Linked DNA regions of Callithrix jacchus: region 2 is linked to region 1. Evidence: chromatin contacts called from public Hi-C data. All regions are on one chromosome and are shown on one strand. Each heading gives the region's core, a stretch centred on a gene start, on an enhancer-like site or on the middle of the called end of the contact. The rest is flanking DNA. Distances are from core to core; before and after follow the strand shown. Region 1 overlaps ANKRD28 (ankyrin repeat domain 28). Region 2 overlaps LOC128929987 (a long non-coding RNA gene).

Region 1 (3,490 bases), core at 305-2,804:
TTAACTTTGAATATATTTCTGCTAATACTGCTGAGAATGCAGAGAAATTGGTTCTAGTATTCTGTATTTCCCTGTAGCACTATCTGAAGTGATCTTATTTGTCTGTATGTTTATGAAATGTCTCCCTCTACTGGAACGTGAGTTCTTCAAGGGAAAATAAGATGTCTTATTTACTGCTGTTATCTCCAGCACCTGTAACAATGCTTTGGCATATAGTGAACACTCAGTTGCTGGATAATGAATTCTGATTGTGTCTATATAGGACCTGGCATCCATGTTTTTAAAAACTACTTAAGGTTATTTTGATGTATACTCCCAAGGTTGAAGAATAGTAGTCTATCTTCCCTCTGTGGTGTGCATGAGATACAGAAGATATATATTATCCTTTTAAGAAGATCGTTCTCTTGAAATTGGTAATCTGACTGAGTTCCCCAGAAGGAAGAGTTTTTTAGTTTACCACTGTTATCCAGTTTTTTTTTGAAGGTAGAACTTAGAACGTGCACTTGCTTTCCATCAAATAATTAACAGGAAAGGTGGGAAGATAGAGCTAAAAATGAACTTACTCCTTGTTTTGTAAAAGAAAAGGGAAGGTCAGACTTCGTAGATGAGTTTCCTAAAACAGTGATTTTTAATATTGAGGGGAGGGTGATTCTGCTTCTCAGGGGAATTTGTCAATGTCTGTAGATACTTTTTGTTGTTACCACTGGGAGGGATGGAAGGATACTATTGGCACCTATTGGACAGAGGCCAGGGATGATGCTAAACATCCTTTAGTAGACAGGACATTCCTCCATAACAAAGAATCATTTGGTCTGAAATGTCAATATTTCAAAGATGGAGAATCCCTGCTCCAAAACAAGCTGCTTGGAGAAGAGACCGGTAGTTTTGTGGAGTTTGGATCTGGCACATATGCACAGTAGGCTTTGGAGCCAAACAATGTCTTGTGTAAAGAAACATGTAGGTGGGGATTGGCTTTTATTATATATACTCAGGAGTTTGATCTTGACCAACCTTGTTTAGTTTGGGGGAGATTGTTTACTCTCAGATTTTATAATTTGCTTAAAAGGGCTCACAGAACTCAGCAAAGCAGTTAAATTCATGGTATGATTTATTACATTAAAGGAATACAGTTTAAAACCAGCAATGGGTAAAAGTGCATAGGATAAAGGTCCAGAAGAGTTTCAGGCACGAACTTCCAGGTGTCCTCTCCCAATGGAGTTGTGCAGACAGTGCTTGCTTCTCCCAGCAACAATATATGGTGTATTGCCAACAATCAAGGAGTATTGCCAACCAGGGCCACCCACCTGAAGTTTGCTGTCCAGAGTTTTTATTGAGAAGTCAGTCACAACTGTGTGGTCACAGTTGACCACACCTGTGGCTGATGTTAGTGTCCATCTCCTCCAGAGGTCAAGCTGATACTGCGTGACTTAAAGCCCACCAAAAATCATATTGTTAAGGCTATCTGGCATGGAAAAAGGCCCCCAGGTAAACAATGACTCTTCATCAAGCAGGACATTCCAAGGGCTTAGTGGTTACCTTCCAGGAGCTGAGCAAGAGCCAAACCTTTCTTTGGCCAAAATTACTGCAGCAATCCCCAACCTTTTTAGCACCAGGGACCAGTTTCATGGAAGACAGTTTTTCCGTGGATGGGGGCGGTGGGGGTAGGATGGTTTGGGGATGAAACTATTCCACTACAGATCATCAGGCATTAGTTAGTCTCATAAAGAACACACAACCTAGATCCGTCACATGTGCAATTCAAAATAGGATTCACAGTCCTATGAGAATTTAATGCTGCACTGCTCTGACAGGAGGCAGGATTCAGATGGTAATGCATGCTTGCTCACTGTCTGCTGTCCAGCCCAGTTTCTAACAGGCCCAACGGCTAGTGGTCCTAGGCCCAGGGGTTTGAGACCCTGGTCTAAGAGACTTTTCAAAGTGTGGTCCATGAACCCCTGGGAGTCCCTAAGGTCAAAACTGTTCTCAATAATAATAATAATAAATAATAATAATAAAATGTTATATGCCTTTTTTACTTTGACATTTGGACTAATAGTACAAAAGTAATGGTATCTACTATGTATTATGAATCAAGTTAGTGGCACCAGACTAGTAGTCTGTGGTTTTCACTGCCCTGATCATAGTTAAGGAGAGAAAAGCCTATTTCCCTTAAGACTGTTTTTAAGTGTTAGTTACTTATATTACACTTGACCATGGGGTATCTGTATGATAAAATGAGTATATACTGCACAGGAAAAATGCTTATGTGATTGAGTTGCTAACTGGACTAGTCTTTTTTTTTTAAAAAAAATAGAATACCTTTTTACTTGAAAAACAACTAACATTATGCTTATTCAGATTAGACTCTTTGGCAAACCTTTTATTGAAAATATTTCTTGAAAAGGAACAAAGTAAATTCATCACTTCAAGGAAAGCAACTCTCAATATTTGTTACAGATGGTGAAAATTTGACCTTCCAAGCAAAAATTATAATTTAGGTAGCCACCTTGAGCTTGATATTTCAGGCAACATGTAGGAAAACCGTAATGAAAATTATTTAGAGGAAAAGAGACTCTCTGCAAATGTTTTCTTATCTATATAAGAAAAATCCTTAATCAGGATTACCTTGATTTAGAGTCTTGGCCTTTATTACGTCTTTATAAAGAGTAAGCTTTACCATACATAAAGACTTTTCTGGTGGCATTGGTAGAATATTAATAAATGTGACTTTTGATATTGTATATCATGAAATCTGTCAGTAATTGAAAACCTGCCTAACCAGGGAACCAGCATTTTCCAAATGACTGATGCATGATATTGTAAAATCACACATGGGTAAAAAGATCCATTCAAAGTGCAGTTAGACCAATGGATTTTAATGTGAAAAAAGTAGTAAAAGCTTATTGATACAGCTTCATAATTTACATTATAGCTAACTTGTAAGAGCTATCATTTGTCAATCTTTGATGTAATATCAAAGATTATCCACAAGTACCTAAAAATTTGCTACCATGAGTATAGATTTTCTTCATATACTTGAACCACAATAACTTATTGCAGCAAATTAAATGCAGAGGCAGCTGTGAGATTTTATCTATTTTCTGTTAAGCCAGACATGAACAGTGCTACTTAATTTTTTTTTTAATAATCATTTAAAGTTATTTATATTGACATGTAGTGGATTTAGCAGTAAGTAAATTAAAAATAAATACTTTTAAACAGTTTCCTAGTTTTAATTTTTAATACAGTAGACATCAGTAGAAATAACCCTCATAAGCAAAACTTTTTAGGCTCTTAAATAATTCTAACATGTGAAGCGATCTTAAGACCAGAAAATTTAAAAACAGCCTTCTAATATTGGATTCGGAGATATTGTTGAACCTAAGTTTGTCTCTCTTACTGGGTTTGGCTACTACAGACTAGGAGATTTAAATTTCTTGGACTTTGTTGGAAAGTTCTGGCTTTATATTTCAGATGTGCATATATTTTT
Region 2 (3,563 bases), core at 483-2,982, 370 kb before region 1:
CTTCCCAACTATTCCCCAAATCACCTGACCCAAGCACTGATCTCCTGAGAAGCTCCTCTCGACACCCTTCTACTGAGACACCCGTGGTTCCCCATGTGGATGGTTTTCTTGCTGTGACAACTGCCAATAAACCTAAATTTGGCCAGGCGCAGTGGTTCACGCCTGTAATCCCAGCACTTTGGGAGGCCGAGGAGGTGGATCACGAGGTCAGGCGTTTGAGTCCAGCCTGACCAACACGGTGAAACCCCGTCCCTACTAAAAATACAAAAATCAGCTGGGCATGGTGGCGCACACCTGTAGTTCCAGCTACTCAGGAGGCTGAGGCAGGAGAATGCTTGAATCGGGAGGCGGAGGTTGAGGTGAGCGACATCGCGCCTGGGCAACAGAGCAAGACTCCGTCTCAAAAAAACAAAAAAAACAACCTAACTTTGATCACCCAGAGATATGTTTCCGGTGGTGCTGGCAGGCAGGCATAGTCCCAAGGGAAGCTGCCCCGTGCTAATCCTCAGCACGGGAAGGAAGTACCTGGGCGTCCCCCGCATCAGCTGCGGAAGTGATCCCTGCGAGCCATTTGGAAGGCGAACTGGGTTCTGACCTGAGGGAACCTTTGTTGATTTGCTGTTATTGCAGATGTGTTGGTGCCCAGTGTACCATCCTGGGGCCTCCTTGGATATCAGCGTCTGCTCTGGTGGAACTTCCATGGGGGCTCAGATTCATCTTGCACAACATCCAGGGCAAGCCCCACCCTCTCCACATTTCGGCATTGGGGTCTTTTCTAAAGCCTTGGGAGCCTGCTCTGCTCCTGTATGTGCAATCTGCAAAGTGTATTGCAGGGAGTTAATGGCCCCGGGTGGGTGTGGCCGTCACCCAATAGGGGATGAGAGCTGGTGGGAAAATGTCTCAGTCTGCTGTTCTTGAGGTGGATACTTCCGGAACATGTTCTGTGGGCATCTCAGAGCAGAAAGAATCAAACCCCATTGCTCACAGCACCCTTACATTGGCTTTTCTTCCTTCCCTATCTTACTCTTCCCTCTCACTTCCTGGGAGATCCCTGCTTCCTGGGATCAACTCCCAAATAAATCACCTGCATCCAAGGCCTTGTTCAGGCTGCACTTATGTTACCTGAAACTAAGATACCACCCCAGCAACCCCTGCCACCACCTCTTCTTACAGAATTTTCTTCCTTTCTTTCTTTTTTTTAAGACAAGGTCTCTCTCTGTCACCCAAGCTGGAGTGCAGTGGCACAATCATGGCTCACTGCAGCCAGGACCTCCCAGCCTCAAGTGATCTTGCCTTAGCCTCCTGAGTAGCTGGGACTACAGGCATGTGCTATGATGCCTAGCTATTTTATTTTTATTTTTTGTAGAGACTGGTTTTTGCCATGTTGCCCAGGCTGGTCTTGAATTCCTGAGCTCAAGAGATCTGCTTGTCTCAGCCTCCCAACATGCTGAGATTACAGGCATGTGTCACCACACTCAGCCCCTACAGAGTTTCTTAACCATAATATTGGCCAGAATTGTTTCCACCTCTAGCTCTAATCAAGATTTCCCAAGCTCCTGGTCACAGAGATTAGTTCAGGGGCACATTCTGCAAGTGAGTTCAGTCACAGCAAGCAGAAGAGCTTTGCGGGAGATTCTGGGACATAGACTCAGTCTTAGCCACTGGGCCTGCGGGCATGGCAGCTGAAGGATAGCTGCACATTTTTGCTACTCGTCCCTTGGATAGGTGGGGTCTGCTTTCCCTCCCCCTTGAGTCTGGGCTAGCTTGCGATTGCTTTGAGCAAAGGAGGATGCTGGAGGAGATGCTATGTCAGTCCCAGGTCTGGCCTTTAAGAAAATTGGCAGACTCCCTCTTGGTCTCTGGAGATGCTCAACCACTGTGTAAGATAGCTGCCGCAGAGATGATGGAGATGATCTTGAGATTATATGGAGAGGGAACAGCCCAGGTGAGTCCAGCCCACCAGCTGCCCCTGCCATGTGAGAAGCTCTTTTGTACCCTCCAGAAAAGAACAGCCATGAGCTAACACCACCAAGTGACACCAGTTAGAGCCCCAGGAAGCAAAAGACTTGCCTAGTTGAGCCATGCCCAAACTCCTGAGCCATAAGATCACGAGCCATAATAGTTGCTGTGTTAAGCCACTAAGTTTAGGGGTAGTTTGTCATGCAGCAAAAGAAAACTGGAGCAGTGTCGGGGGAGGATGTGAGGTCTGCAGTTGTTACAGCCATATGTGGAGAGTCTAAAGCCAGCCAAAAAGTGATCAGGACAAAGTCCTCTTAAATTTGACCTCAAATAAAACCTCTTAAGTGTCTGAATTTTAGCTCTGTAATTTTTCTTTTCCACTTTCATTCTGCTTCTGTCTAGGCATAAAAGACGTTGCAGTCACTTTAGCTGAAGTTCAACAAGCATGTATTACATACCTATCAAGAGTCACATACTATGCTAGGGACTTTGGGCAAAAATAAAAGCAAAATTTGTTTCAAGTCTAGTGGAGGAAACACCTTTTTGATAATTTTAACACAAAGTGGTCCATGTTAAGACAGGGCTCCATATGCAGTGCTCCAGAAGCGGAGTAATTAACTCAGCCTAGGGGTTTAAGGCTCCAGAGACATGATGCATAAACCCAGTCTTCCATGATAGGTAAGAAGAAGCTGGTAAAAGGCAGGACGGGCATTCTGTGCAGAGGGAACAGCATGGTAAGAGCGGAGACCAGGAAAAGCATAGTGTTGTATTGGGAACTACAAAAACACTGTTCAGAGATAGGGCAAATAGTGGCAGGTGAGTCCAGAGGGTGGAGGCAGGGTCAGGGAGAAACTTGTAGTCAGGCTGTGCTGGGGAGGCGGGGCATTGTTCTGAAGGTGGCGGGGAGTGTAGAAGACATTATGGAAGGGGAGTGCTTTAGGTAGATCACTTGGGCTCCAGTGTAGATTGAAGGTGCTTGCGAGTGTGAATCTGAGGTTCATGGGTGGAGTCAAGGCTGGAGAAACACTTGGAAATTATCAGAACATAGGTGGATTATTACTTCACAAATATATATTTTAAGGATCACTATATGCTGGGCATATCCCCATGGGAATGTTGGGAAACGACTGTTATTTACAAATATAGATCTATTTTCTGTCCCACTTGGCAAACACATCGAAAGGAGCATTTGATTGCCTTCCTGGAATTGTTTTTGAAATACCTCTGCCTTCCCAGAAACCAGGGAGTACATATTCAACTCTGTTGGAGTCTGTGCTGACATAAAGTTCAGTGAAGATGATATTTTGCAATTTTCTGATTCATAAGTGACTCATCAAGTCATCCAAGCCATTAGTTCAGAAAACAAATTGGACAAGGCCCTAGAGATGTGACCTTGGTAAATAACAGATATTTAATAAATATTTACTGTTTATAAATTCACAAAGTAATCCTAAGAACTAGAACTCACTCTTGAAAGGGCATTATAATCCGGTTTGTTCATCGTGAACACATCATCCAGAAACTTAACTCTATTTGGCAAACTATTTGACAAACCCCCTAAAGCACAGCCAGTGAAATTTGTCACACACGAAAGGTTTTCGCTT

The links. Hi-C and Micro-C count contacts between places; a contact is called where the count stands out from the background.
Region 2: a Hi-C map of skeletal muscle shows a contact between it and region 1, with 10 times the contacts expected there. The contact joins two enhancer-like sites. A contact is called at or near these places in 2 of 3 Hi-C or Micro-C datasets (both in skeletal muscle).

Annotation. Positions count from the first base shown.
Region 1 is chr17:54,638,780-54,642,269 of calJac240_pri, reverse strand. All of the region lies in intron 1 of ANKRD28 (ankyrin repeat domain 28), which reads left to right. Among named protein-coding and RNA genes, the nearest start is that of ANKRD28, 32 kb to the left of the region's middle. Within about 2 kb of position 1,554, at least 1 of the 16 cell types and tissues checked has an H3K27ac peak or open chromatin away from gene starts, as enhancers often do. A contact at or near this core is called in skeletal muscle, where this site is marked.
Region 2 is chr17:55,007,565-55,011,127 of calJac240_pri, reverse strand. The region is part of intron 1 of LOC128929987 (a long non-coding RNA gene); the gene reads left to right. Among named protein-coding and RNA genes, the nearest start is that of DPH3, 28 kb to the left of the region's middle. Within about 2 kb of position 1,732, at least 2 of the 16 cell types and tissues checked have an H3K27ac peak or open chromatin away from gene starts, as enhancers often do. A contact at or near this core is called in skeletal muscle, where this site is marked.